Regions from separate parts of the Mus musculus genome. Here regions 1 and 3 are each linked to region 2. Evidence: chromatin contacts called from public Hi-C data. All regions are on one chromosome and are shown on one strand. Each heading gives the region's core, a stretch centred on a gene start, on an enhancer-like site or on the middle of the called end of the contact. The rest is flanking DNA. Distances are from core to core; before and after follow the strand shown.

Region 1 (3,825 bases), core at 1,233-3,732, 1.2 Mb before region 2:
ACAGCTTAGTGAATTTTAGGTTAATGGGTTGGCTGAGAATGTCCCTTGCTTTTCCTACGCAAGCTTATTTAATGTATAGATATAGGTATAGATACACACACATACACACTTTTAATAGTTATGTTTCTCTAGGCAACTATGACTAGAACATTGGGATTCTCTTTTTATGTTCAAAATCATATGCCATTCAAGACTCTAGCAGATTATTTAAACATTTAACTATTGCTTAAAGCCAATTTTAATATTCAAATCATTTAAAAAATGTGTCCATTCCAAGATCTGCATATGGATACTTACAGTATTAAATTCACAACTGCCTAAAAATGTAAGGAATCAAGTACTCTTCTATTATTAAGTAGGTTAAATATTTTTGGGGGTGTACACTATTCAAATAGAATAGATTAAATATTAAAAGGAACAGGCTTTCAATCCACATAAAGGTACTTAGGAATCCTAAATGCATGTTACCCAAATGAAGTGAAATCCCATCTGGAAACATATATGCCCTTAGATTCCACTTATAGATTCTTCTAGAAAATAAAAGTGAAAACTATATTGTTAGACCAGTGGTTTCTATTACTCAGGGGCTCCCAATGTCTTCTTTTTTTATCATTTATAAACAGACTGTGAGGTTAGCAGATATGATTCTTTCTGAACTTCAACCACATATTCTGCCTTCAAACACCAGATGCATTAAAAGTAATAGGTCAGTTGTCCATGGACTGAAGTCTTCAAACTATAAGTCAACATAAAGCCTTTCTCTTTATAAATTAATAATTTGTGGTATTTGTTATAGTAATAGATTGCTGACTAAGATGGTGGTGTTTCCTTTTTCTTCATGGTGTGTGTATATGTGTGTGCGCGCGCGCTCATGTATACTTATGGAAGTCTTAAGTCAATGTCACTTCACATGTCTTCATTAATCCTACTTCCACGCGATTTTTGGGTCAGCAACACTCACTGAACCTTGAGCTCCCAAGCTCACTGCTTTGCCTGTATAGGCTGGCTCTCCAGTGGGCCCCATAGCTCCTTCTTTCTTTTCCTCCCTAACTCTGTGATTACAAGCACATGGCACCATGCCTGTTTTCTTTTTTTGTTTGTTTGTTTTTGTTTTTGTTTTTTGTTTTTATGTGGGTCCTGGCAAATCTGTACTCAGTTTCTCATGTTTGCCTACCAAGCAGCTTACCCATTGAGCCATTTTTCTAGCCTTTGCCCCCTTTCCCTATCAAAATAGAAAAAAATAGAGGGCAGTAAGAAAGAGGAAGTTAGAAGGGAAAAGAAGCAATGGCTTCCACAAATGTCTACTCCAAAGTCTGCTTTGTTAAAGTCTTGCTCCCTAGATGATGGCATTATTGAGAAGTGATTGGATTATGAGAACATTAGCTCCAGCCACTGATGAAGTCATAGCTGAATGAGCTACAAGAACATGAGACCTGATGACCTTGTCAGAGAAATTAAGTCTCTCAGTTTCCCTGTCTCTCCTCCTCCTCCTCCTCCTCCTCCTCCTCCTCTTCCTCCTTCTCTCTCTCTCTCTCTCTCTCTCTTTCTCTCCCTCTCTTCATACACACATACACACACACACACAACACATGACACATGTCTCATTCTGCATGGATACACATACATACACATATGTCTCTGTGTATATATACACATATATATGTCTCCATCTGCATACATGCACACACATATATACATATATATACACATACATATACATCGTATAATAATCATATAATATACATCTACATCATCTACATCTACATTACATGTGCATTTGCATATACATATACATCATATACACATAGATTTGCACATATGCATACACGTATACCTCCCCCCCCCCCCGGATCAATAAGGTAAGTAGCTTCCTCCACAGCGCCTATATATTTTTTCATCTCATCACAAGCCCACAGCAATGGAACTGGGTAAACCGTGAAATCCTGAATCAATGTAAATCTTTCTTCTTTAAGTTATTTACCTCAGGGATTTTTGTCAAAGGGATGAAAGTTGACTAATATGCATGGACTGGATAAATTTTTGCTAACTGTTTTCATCTACCTAAATCCTGTCTCATCAAAAAGGTGACTTCTCTAATTAATTAAACTTTAGGGCCCTGCCAGTCTCTAGAAACAGGTGCCTGGATGCTCTTTAAGCGTTCCTGGAATTGGGGTGGGACGGGAAGCCAATATGAATAGAAGGTTGACAGCAGCGTGACAGGCTGACTTTAACTCTTATTCCCTCTGCTAGCCGATGAAACACACAGTTAATTTCCAGGATCATGGCTACTGGGGTGGCAGCTGAGGGAAATCAAAGACTCAGCAGGTCCCCATAATTCATACTCATTTTGTGTAGCCAGAGTGGATGATGGGATGGCGGGGTATAAAAAAGTCCCCAGCTCTTGCAAGCACACTGCTGTGTTGAGGCCCATCCCACAGCTCTGTCTCCATCTGCATGCATGCCCAGGGCCAGCCAAATCTGGATTCGTGCAGGGAAAGTAAATGGAAATGCCCACTCTTCACTTGTTCAGGCTGCTGAGGCAGCTGGCACCGACAAGTGACCCAGTTCTAGCATCTAATCGGTATTGTCTGCACTTTGGGGGCATCCTTCTCTGAGGGACGCTCATTGTGATCCATTCTATTTACCCACAAATGCCAGAATTTACTTCCGAGGAGCTACACATGATAACACTCTCCCTGTGTCAAAGACTTTTATTTGAGATGAAAGACCCAACAGTGCCTGGCTTGTCTGATTAGAGCTGTAAGTTCTGTGATTATCCTCAGAATACAGACAGGGCTTCAATTGTGGCTTTGTTCTTTCCCTCCCCTCAAGGCTGGTAAGCTGAGAACTAAGCTTATTCCCTAAGACAGCCTTGTGCCGGCTAGTTGCTCAACTGCTCAGTGTCACACAGGTTCATAGATATGTGTTTCTCCATTTGTATATGTGTGTGTTGTGTCTGTGCATGTGGTGGGCATGTATGTATACACACATGCATAGTTGGAAAGATGGATGGATAGATGAATAGGTAAGCATATAGATTTAGTATTGGTTATTCTCACTGTGAGATCTGATATACCAGCCACTTATGAAAAACACTATTTTCCTTAACCTTTGTGGGTAGGAGTGTAAAGAAGTTTTATAACTATGATTATGAAACTGAATACAGAGCAAGGTACTTCCTGGGTGGAGGATCATGTCACACAGATATTAGAAGTGAGCTGGGGATATGGGTCAAATACTATGGTGCTTACTGTATACACGTGAAAGCCTGGATTTGATTCCTAGAAACTATGTATTAAAAAAAGGCACGTGCCATTTGCTTACCATTCCAATCTTAGAAAGGTAGAGAAAAATCAAACCTTGGAAGCTCACTGGCCAGCCACCTTTGCCTACTAGGCAAGTGCCATGTACAATGAGAGACTCTGTCTCAGAAAAGGTAGATGACTCATGAGGAATTGGTTGTCCTCTGGCCTTCTCATATACATAGATCAGCACATATAAACACATGGAGATCCATCCACATACCCTGCCCCCCACTATTAGTAACTTTTTAGTTGCTGTGATAAAAATACTGTGACAAAATCAAGTCAAAGAAGAGAGGGTTTATTTGGCTTATGGTTCCAGGGTAGGGGGGTCACCATGGTGAAGAAAGCATAGACACAAATAGGGAGAGCATGGCAACAGGAGCTGGAAGCTAGCTGATCATAGTTTTACACACACACACACACACACACACACACACACACACACACAGAGAGAGAGAGAGAGAGAGAGAGAGAGAGAGAGAGAGAGAGAGAGAGAGAGTACAAACTTTGAAACCCTACC
Region 2 (3,931 bases), core at 950-3,449:
AATAAAAATTTAAAATACTTTTAGAAATTCCTTCCTAAAATATACCTCAAAAGGAAGTCTTATGAGAAGACCTACTAATTTGAGAGCTTTATTTTATTTTTTATTTTTATTGAAAAAAAAAAACCTTCATTTTGGAGTTGATGTCTGCGGTATTCCTGTGTTCATATTTTTCACTAGCCTTGGATTCTCCCAGTCCTCCAAACACTGCTGACTTGCTTTCTTTCGCATTGCATGGTTCTGGCTCCCTCTGCAGCCTCAAATGGAAAAGTGCGGGGCTGTCCTTTGTTACTGAAAAAACCCAGCTAGCTGAGCTGCCTGCTTGTTTGAAGGAGCATTTGCAGCTGGTGTGCAAGTGTAGACGGGAAGCGCAGATTAAGGAACGCCTTACTTTTGTTTTGGCAAGGCTTATTGGAGACTAAAGTTGTATCTAGGGAGGATTCAGGTAGAGGAAAAATGGTGAGGATGGGCTGAAGAGAGGCTGAAGAGGTAAAAGGTGACATTTGCTAAGGAGGAAGTTTCAGGAGCAGTGTTGCAGTGTAGTTGTATGAAGACACTGAGCAGTGACACCTGAAAGGTCCCAGGCTGAAGCCTCCTGGGTCACTGGTCAAGGATTACAGCTTGACTGTGTGATTTAACACTTTGTGTGCCTTGCGAGTGGCTTCTCCGTCAACCATGTAGCAGGGGCTTGGGTTGCCCGCTGTACAGACTGCAGTCTCTTGTGCTTCAGAGTGAGGGAATTAGAATTAGAAAATGTAAGTCGAGCCTTCCTAGGCTGTGATAATGGCTTCAGATTATTGCTTTTCAGTGTTCTCTTGAGATGTTTTATTTCCCCCGTAAGTCCCCGAATCTACAGTGTCCATTAAAGGAAAATTATACCAAATTCTAAAATGTAAGTTTTTAAAGCAGCGGTCACCTTGTTTGACTTGTGCTTATTTTTGGATGAGCATAGGAACTTTGGACAGAGTGGGAATATTTGAGCATGGCGCTAGGGGTGCTGTTAGTGTTAACAGGCTGTGTACTCACCAAGTGAACATAGGTTTCCAAGTTCCTTTGGGTTATTTATGCATTTTGGTTCAGTCTAAAGGTTATTTAAAATTTTTGTACTTTAAATGCAAAATTTTATATAGTAGTACTTCTCTAGAATATTATGCATAGTTGTTGACGTAATGGCTTGGGTAGGCACAGATAGCTGGTATGTGAAGAATAAATTACCACATCAAAGCCTGTGTGCTTTAGAGGGAGGAGTGAGTACATTGGTAGGTATAGAAGATTACCTTTATTACACGGAAAATTTCAGTGTTTATATAAACTTTTGTGGGTTTAGCATATTTGTAGACATAAAGTGAGCCTTGGAGCCTTCAAACATGACCTTTTCATTTAGTAGCTGAGTGTCTTTGGCTTGGTTTTTCTTTTTCTTTTAATTCTTTTCCTGGATTTTTGAATCACCTGAATTAATACCTTGCCTTTATTGTCTTTATGTATTCACGTAAACTGAAAACCCCAAACTGAGTGGGTTGTTGTTATTGTTTGTTTGTTTTAAGTTTTTAAGTATGTTTTGTTTTGTTTTGTTTTAAAGTTTTGTTGTGTATGCTTAGCTGGCCTGCCACTCCCATCTACAATGCTGTTAACTCTCCACAGTCCTGCGTTAGCCTTTGGAATTGGTGCTGGAGACATGAGCATGAGCCCACTCCAGGCTTCAGGTTTCTGTTTGGTCACCAAAGCTTTTCTGTGTCTAGAAGACGAAGGTGAATTACTGTTTCTGTCCTGAAGTGAACCTCACACAGCCTTGTTGATGTTAGTGGGAATGCTAATATCTTTTCTAAAGTTCTTCTGGAGTGTTCCTCTGGCTCTATACTAAAAGGACTGTAATCTTTAGAAATTGAGTTCCTGCAGGGAGGCTGACAGCTCAGCAGATGGTGGGAGATTTTAGGGTGTTGTGTTTGTTATCGCTCATGTAGAGCCGACACAGACTCCAAACCCGAGTCTGTATTTCTCTTGGAGCAGACATTAACCTCTTTTTCCAGGCCGAGACAGTGAAGTGTATCAGTTTTGGTAGCCTGGGTTATAAGAAACCTAAATTAGTTTGAAGTGGAATTATCCTGTTGAAAGGGCAGTTGAAAGCCCTTGACACTGGACAGAGGATTGTCTAGTGTCTAATCTTGGCTCAGAACGCAGCAGACATAATGAGAGTCATTATGAACTGGTGATCTCTCACCCCTCCCCTCAGCAGACCGCATTAGACTTGCAAAAACAGAGAGCACTGTGTGTGCTTGGCCCTGTGCCTGCCCTGTGCCAGAGGAAGAAAGTCTACCTTGTTTGTGCTCCAACCAGATACCGATGTATCCTGTTACTGCTAGGCTGGGTTCTGAGTTCCTCTGTTCAAGCTCGTCTTGACAGATGCTGTCATGGCTGACCCTTAGCAAGACAAATGCAGCCACTTTGCAGGAGTTGGCTTCTACCCAGCTGTGCTTGCCAGTGTCCTGAAAGGACGTTCCTGTGTATTTACCTGTGGTCTATTACCCTCCATCACGATCTGAGCTACCTTCAGAATCTTGGCTGTATCTGAAAGCAATGTGTAGTTGTTTGTTCAAATAAATGCAGTCCCTGAACTTGACTTCCTGATCTTTCAATAACAGCTGTTGCTTAAATACATCCTGAGAATCTCCGGGAAGGTCTCCTGCTACAGAATCAGAACTTTGATAGCTGTGTATCATGGACTCTGGAAGCACCACAAAAAGAGACTCTCCACAGATGAATGTTGGGGGGTTTGCTCTGAATGTTAATCTTTGCCTAGGAGGAATGACAGTTTTGTTGTGTTGCAGCGGGTTGGGATGAAAGAAGACAAGTGGCTGGAAATGAGTGGGGTGAACTATGGTGAGAGCTTGCTTCTGAAGGGTGCTGGCAAAGAGGCTTCATTATGGTATTGAAAAACAGATGGGGGCTTCTTGAAGTCTGTGTAAGAGTGAGTGAGTATGGGTCTCCCTCTCCCTCTCCCTCTCCCTCTTCCTCTCCCTCTCCCTCCCCCCTCCCCTCCCCCTCCCTCTCCCCTCCCCTCCCCCCTCTCCCTCCCCCTGCCCCTCCCCCTCTCCCTCCCCCTCTCTCTGTGTGCTATGTGTGTTTAAAAATCATTCTGGCAGTTGTCTGGGGAAGGAATGGACACACACACACAAACACACACACATGCACACACACAGAGAGGTAGGGAGGGAGGGAGAGAGAGGGGGGGTGAGTGGTGCATTATTTTTTTCCTATCAAGCTCTTAGTAAGAGGCTGGTTTAGTAGAGAAAATAAAGTGGATAGGAAAAGATTTAGATATGTGGGTGTCTGTCAATAGAATTTAGCCAACACTTGTAAATTTAAAAGGTGCAAGAAGAAATAAATCAAAGTTAAGGAAAATGGGTATGTAGTTTTCATCTGAGATACAAGAAAGTACCTGTTGAAGAAGCACACATGGCTTTGTAGCTACATCATGACTCCATCAGTCTGGTGAACACGAGTTTAGAGTATCTTGCACTTGAGGTGTGAGTCAGTTGGTAAGGGCAAGTTTACATACATGAAATCTAACTTTGACTTTTAAGACATTGTACACTGTGTATGGGGATGTAAAGTGGTATTCCTAACACTTGGAATACGGAGGTTAGAAGTTCAAGGCTGTTTTTAGTTGTGTAATACATTCCAGGCCACCCTGTGCTACCTTGATGTACTTAGTAGAATACCACAATATAATGTAGATATTGATGAATATATTCAAGTATAGTTATTTTAACCCAGAGTTCAGACTTGAGATGTAGGTTTGTAGGATAATAATTTTATTCTCAATAACCTTAGTTCTATTTCATCATTAAAGTTATGAAATTATCATTTGTTTTTGCTAGCCTGTATCAATGTTGATACAGACAAGGCTCATATTAGAGATCAGATACTGTTTATT
Region 3 (3,770 bases), core at 31-2,530, 1.8 Mb before region 2:
CTCAAAAGTTCTGTCCAGGTATGGACCAGAACGGCTGCAGTTGGGAACCCAGATAAACTTTCCATTTAGAAACAACCTTGCTAACGTGGCAGAAATGAGGGCATTAGAAAGAGAGCCTCTCTTCCATCTATCAGGCCACTGGAAACAATAGACCCCAAGAAACAGGAATTTCTTCAGGAGTCTCTCACTGGGAGAAGGAAAAGGCTGGAAGCCTGGTGCCTGGCAAAGTGGAGCTTGTTTCGAGAGAGATTTCTCACTGTTCTGGTGACTTCTCAACCACTTCACTGGGCAGACTGGAGCTGAGGCAAAGCTGGGGCAGTGGCGGGTGGGTCCGAACCTAGCTCCTCCGAGAAAGGTTCAATTTCACTTTTAATTGTTTGTGTATGTGTGCGCATGCGTGTGTGTGTGTGTGTGTGTGTGTGTGTGTGTGTGTGCGCGCGCGCATCTCTCTCTCTCTCTCTCTCTCTCTCTCTCTCTCTCTCTCTCTCTGTGTGTGTGTGTGTGTGAGAGAGAGAGAGAGAGAGAGAGAGAGAGAGAGAGAGAGAGAGAGAGAGAGGGCGGCCGGCGCACGAGAGTACAGGTGGCCTCCTGAAGCTGGAAGAGAATGTCAGATCCCCTGGTGCTGGCATCATAGGGAGTTGTGAACCACCTGACATGGCTGAGGGGAAAAGAACTCTTGTCCTCCGGAAGAGCAGCAAGTGCTCTTCAGGTAGAGGCATTTTCCCACCCCCATCCCCGCGCCTCTCAGCTATTTAAATTACGCTTCACATAAGGACCCTGAAGGTGGACTCGGAAGGTGGGGTATCACTGGACTTCCGTCACCGTTCCTTGTCCCAGTGTCTTAGGTAAAACATTTGACCCATTTACATATGTGTGTGTGTGCACACGTGTGGAGGTCAGAGGATACCATGAAGCAGTCAGTTCTCTGCTTTCAACGTGTGTGTCATGGTGATTGGCCGCAGATCATCAGGCTGGGCTGAACGCTCTTTTACATGCAACATCCTCTCAAAACCCTAATTGACTTACTGAGCAAAGGTGGGTCCAGGGGCCCAGGCTCTGACCCTAATATCTCCAGTAATGGTAATGATCGCAAGTGTTTTGTTATAATGTCTGCAGCTGATAACCGCAGGTGCTCATCGGGGGCTGAGATCTTGGCCTAATAGCACTCCTCAAGGTCCTTGGGAAGATACCTGGCACATGAGAAGCCACAGGCCTAGCCTTTAAGGCTGGGCTACTCATTAGTGGGAAAGATAGCGGAGATGGCCACTAGGGGGCGCTCCGAATCCATAACAAAGTCTGCAGAGTTGCTGAACAGCTTGGAAATATCCTGGACCTCACAGTTGCCAATGTTCTGGTAGACTGGGAGGGGGAGGAAAGAGGAAGGGAAGGAAAGGAAAGGGGGAAGGGGACAGTGTAGGGGAGGGGAGAGGTGAGGTGAGGTGAGGTGAGGTGAGGTGAGGTGAGGTGAGGTGAGGTGAGGTGAAGGCTCCGTTGCCTGCTTACTTGGGCAGCAGTATCCCGTTATGGCTCAGCCTGTAGCCCATGAGCAGGGGATCTATTAGCCCATCAGTTCGGTTGGCACCTCTTGTTTTAGGGCACGATTTGGGGGATCTTCCACGTTAGCACAGTCCTGGCTTATGATCCAGGCTCCCCTCACAGTAGCTGGTGGAACACACTGATTTCAAGGCTGCAGAGGGTTCTGGGACTTGTATTTCAGGCTCGGCGAGGAACGTGAACCTTGAGAACCTGCGGTTTCTCTGTCCTTTGTAGCCCAACAAGTCAGACTATAGAGGGGGACGAGGAGACCATCATTCTTCGGTGTCAATTTCTTCCTTCCTTCCTTTCTCCTCTCTCTCTCTCTCTCTCTCTCTCTCTCTCTCTCTCTCTCTCCTCTTTCTTTCTTTCTTTCTTTCTTTCTTTCTTTCTTTCTTTCTTTCTTTCGTATTTATTTATTTATTTTAAATTAAATTTTTTTTTTTTTTTTTAGATATGATCTCTTGGAGTCCAGGCTGACCTTGAACTTGCTATGGAGCTGTCTGTGTGTGTGTGCGTGTGTTGCACCGGTTCGCGTGTGCACTTGGAGACCTGAGGGTTTCTTCCTTTGTTACTAAGAACCCAGAGCTTGCTGATTGCATCAGTATCACTGACTCTGAGAATCCCCTTTTCTGCCTCCCGAGTGCTAGGGTTATACGCAGCCTCCACTCCCACACAGCTTTTCTGTGGGTACTTGGAGGCCTGTACTCTGGTTCTCATGCCTGCGTGGCCAACGTTTTACCCACTGAGATGTCTTCCCTGCTCTCTCTCTCTCTCTCTCTCTCTCTCTCTCTCCTTCTTTCTAAAAGTCAAGTCCTGGGGACACGTGGTGCACAGCCATACATGCAGGCAAAACACCAGCACACATAAAATAAAAATAAAGGTTAAATAAACAGGGGCTAGAGAGATGGCTCAGAGATTAGGAACACTGGCTGTTCTTCCAGAAGACTCGGATTTAATTCTCAGCATCCAAATGGCAGCTGACAACTGTCTGTGACTCCAGTTCCAGGGGATCTGAAGCCCTCTTCTAGACATACGTGCAGGTAAGACATGAATGCACATGAAATAAAAATAAGTAAATCAAAAAAAAGATGCCCCCTTCAAACTCCTCTTGGGAAAGGTAGGTTCAATGATAATTTTCAAACCCATTTCAAAGACTTGGGGTAGGGCACCAAGTTCCTACTCCCCAAACGCTCTAGTTGTCCAGTACCCAGAAGGCACTTGTAAACGTGCACATTGTCTTCGTAGGGCAAGCATCAATGGGATGATGTGTTAGTTGTTTTGTGAGCCTCTAAATCCTAAGCCCTGTGTGTATCTGGTGCTTGGGCAGGAAGGAAGATTAGCCTGGGGTCTGCATAGCCTTCTGCTCTTCGCCTCTTCCCTTCCAAGCTAAACATCTTCAACTGACTTTATCTTTCAGATGAAAACCTTGGCAGAAGGAGATTTATTTGGTACCGTGAGCTTCTCTTGTAAATAGCTCCCCGGGTGCCGTGTCTACAACCCACCTGTCAGCCCTTGGAGTGGAGGAGGCTGTGTGTTATTGATCCCGACCTGTGGCTGCACCCAGCATGGTACTAGTATCTAGCAGGTATTCAATCAATGTCCTCTGCATGTAGAGATAATGAGGAGGGAAAGGAGGGTCTTATGGGGGGCTCACTGCAAGAGAGACTGCAGGATGTGGGAGGAATAGGGATCCCGGGGATAGCCTGGAGGACGAAATTAGCCAGGGATGGAGGAAGGAAAAGAGCTAGACCACGTGATATGGCAAGCACAGAATACTTGCTGCACACATGGAAGTACATATGAGAGGGGCAGTCTTCCTCTAGCTGTTGTTACTTGGGACATGGAGAATAGGGAAGAGAGGAGAGTGCCCAATTGGCCCAGGCTCCTATTCATAAGAGAGATACCCGCTTTCCCTTAGGTGTTAACTACCCCTTTCTTGGACTGAGATGAGATTTAAGAATTCCAGTGTGGCTCAGTGGTAGAGCCCCTGCCTAGAATCCCCCAGTGAGGGGCTGGGGGTGTGGCTCAGTGGTAGAGCCCCTGCCTAGAATCCCCCAGTGAGGGGCTGGGGGCGTGGCTCTGTGGTAGAGCTCCTGCCTAGAATCCCCCAGAGAGGGCTGGGGGCGTGGCTCTGTGGTAGAGCTCCTAAACAGCATTCTCAAGACCTTGGATTTGATCATCAGCACCACAATAAATAAATGAATGAATAAAAGTCAATTAAAAAATTATTGCCT

What was found. Hi-C and Micro-C count contacts between places; a contact is called where the count stands out from the background.
Region 1: a Hi-C map of cerebellum shows a contact between it and region 2, with 2.8 times the contacts expected there. The contact joins two enhancer-like sites. A contact is called at or near these places in 2 of 484 Hi-C or Micro-C datasets (cerebellar granule neurons and cerebellum), 1 of 115 datasets of contacts at active chromatin or transcription factors (astrocytes) and 2 of 9 other capture datasets (embryonic tail and embryonic trunk).
Region 3: a Hi-C map of cerebellum shows a contact between it and region 2, with 6 times the contacts expected there. The contact joins two enhancer-like sites. A contact is called at or near these places in 23 of 484 Hi-C or Micro-C datasets (the N1E-115 cell line, brain, cardiomyocytes and 14 more), 2 of 115 datasets of contacts at active chromatin or transcription factors (astrocytes and embryonic forebrain) and 2 of 9 other capture datasets (embryonic tail and embryonic trunk).

The regions. Positions count from the first base shown.
Region 1 is chr5:133,452,543-133,456,367 of GRCm38.p6, reverse strand. No RefSeq gene overlaps it. Among named protein-coding and RNA genes, the nearest start is that of Gm36667, 140 kb to the left of the region's middle. Within about 2 kb of position 2,482, at least 46 of the 459 cell types and tissues checked have an H3K27ac peak or open chromatin away from gene starts, as enhancers often do. A contact at or near this core is called in cerebellum, where this site is marked.
Region 2 is chr5:132,228,174-132,232,104 of GRCm38.p6, reverse strand. The region is part of intron 2 of Auts2 (autism susceptibility candidate 2); the gene reads left to right. Among named protein-coding and RNA genes, the nearest start is that of Auts2, 310 kb to the left of the region's middle. RefSeq lists an enhancer at 1,745-2,953. Within about 2 kb of position 2,199, at least 76 of the 459 cell types and tissues checked have an H3K27ac peak or open chromatin away from gene starts, as enhancers often do. A contact at or near this core is called in cerebellum, where this site is marked.
Region 3 is chr5:134,061,376-134,065,145 of GRCm38.p6, reverse strand. Gm40339 (a long non-coding RNA gene) reads left to right here. Exons shown (of 6, transcript XR_868578.3): 3 at 1,988-2,576; 4 at 2,954-3,121. Among named protein-coding and RNA genes, the nearest start is that of Gm40340, 12 kb to the right of the region's middle. Within about 2 kb of position 1,280, at least 4 of the 459 cell types and tissues checked have an H3K27ac peak or open chromatin away from gene starts, as enhancers often do. A contact at or near this core is called in cerebellum, where this site is marked.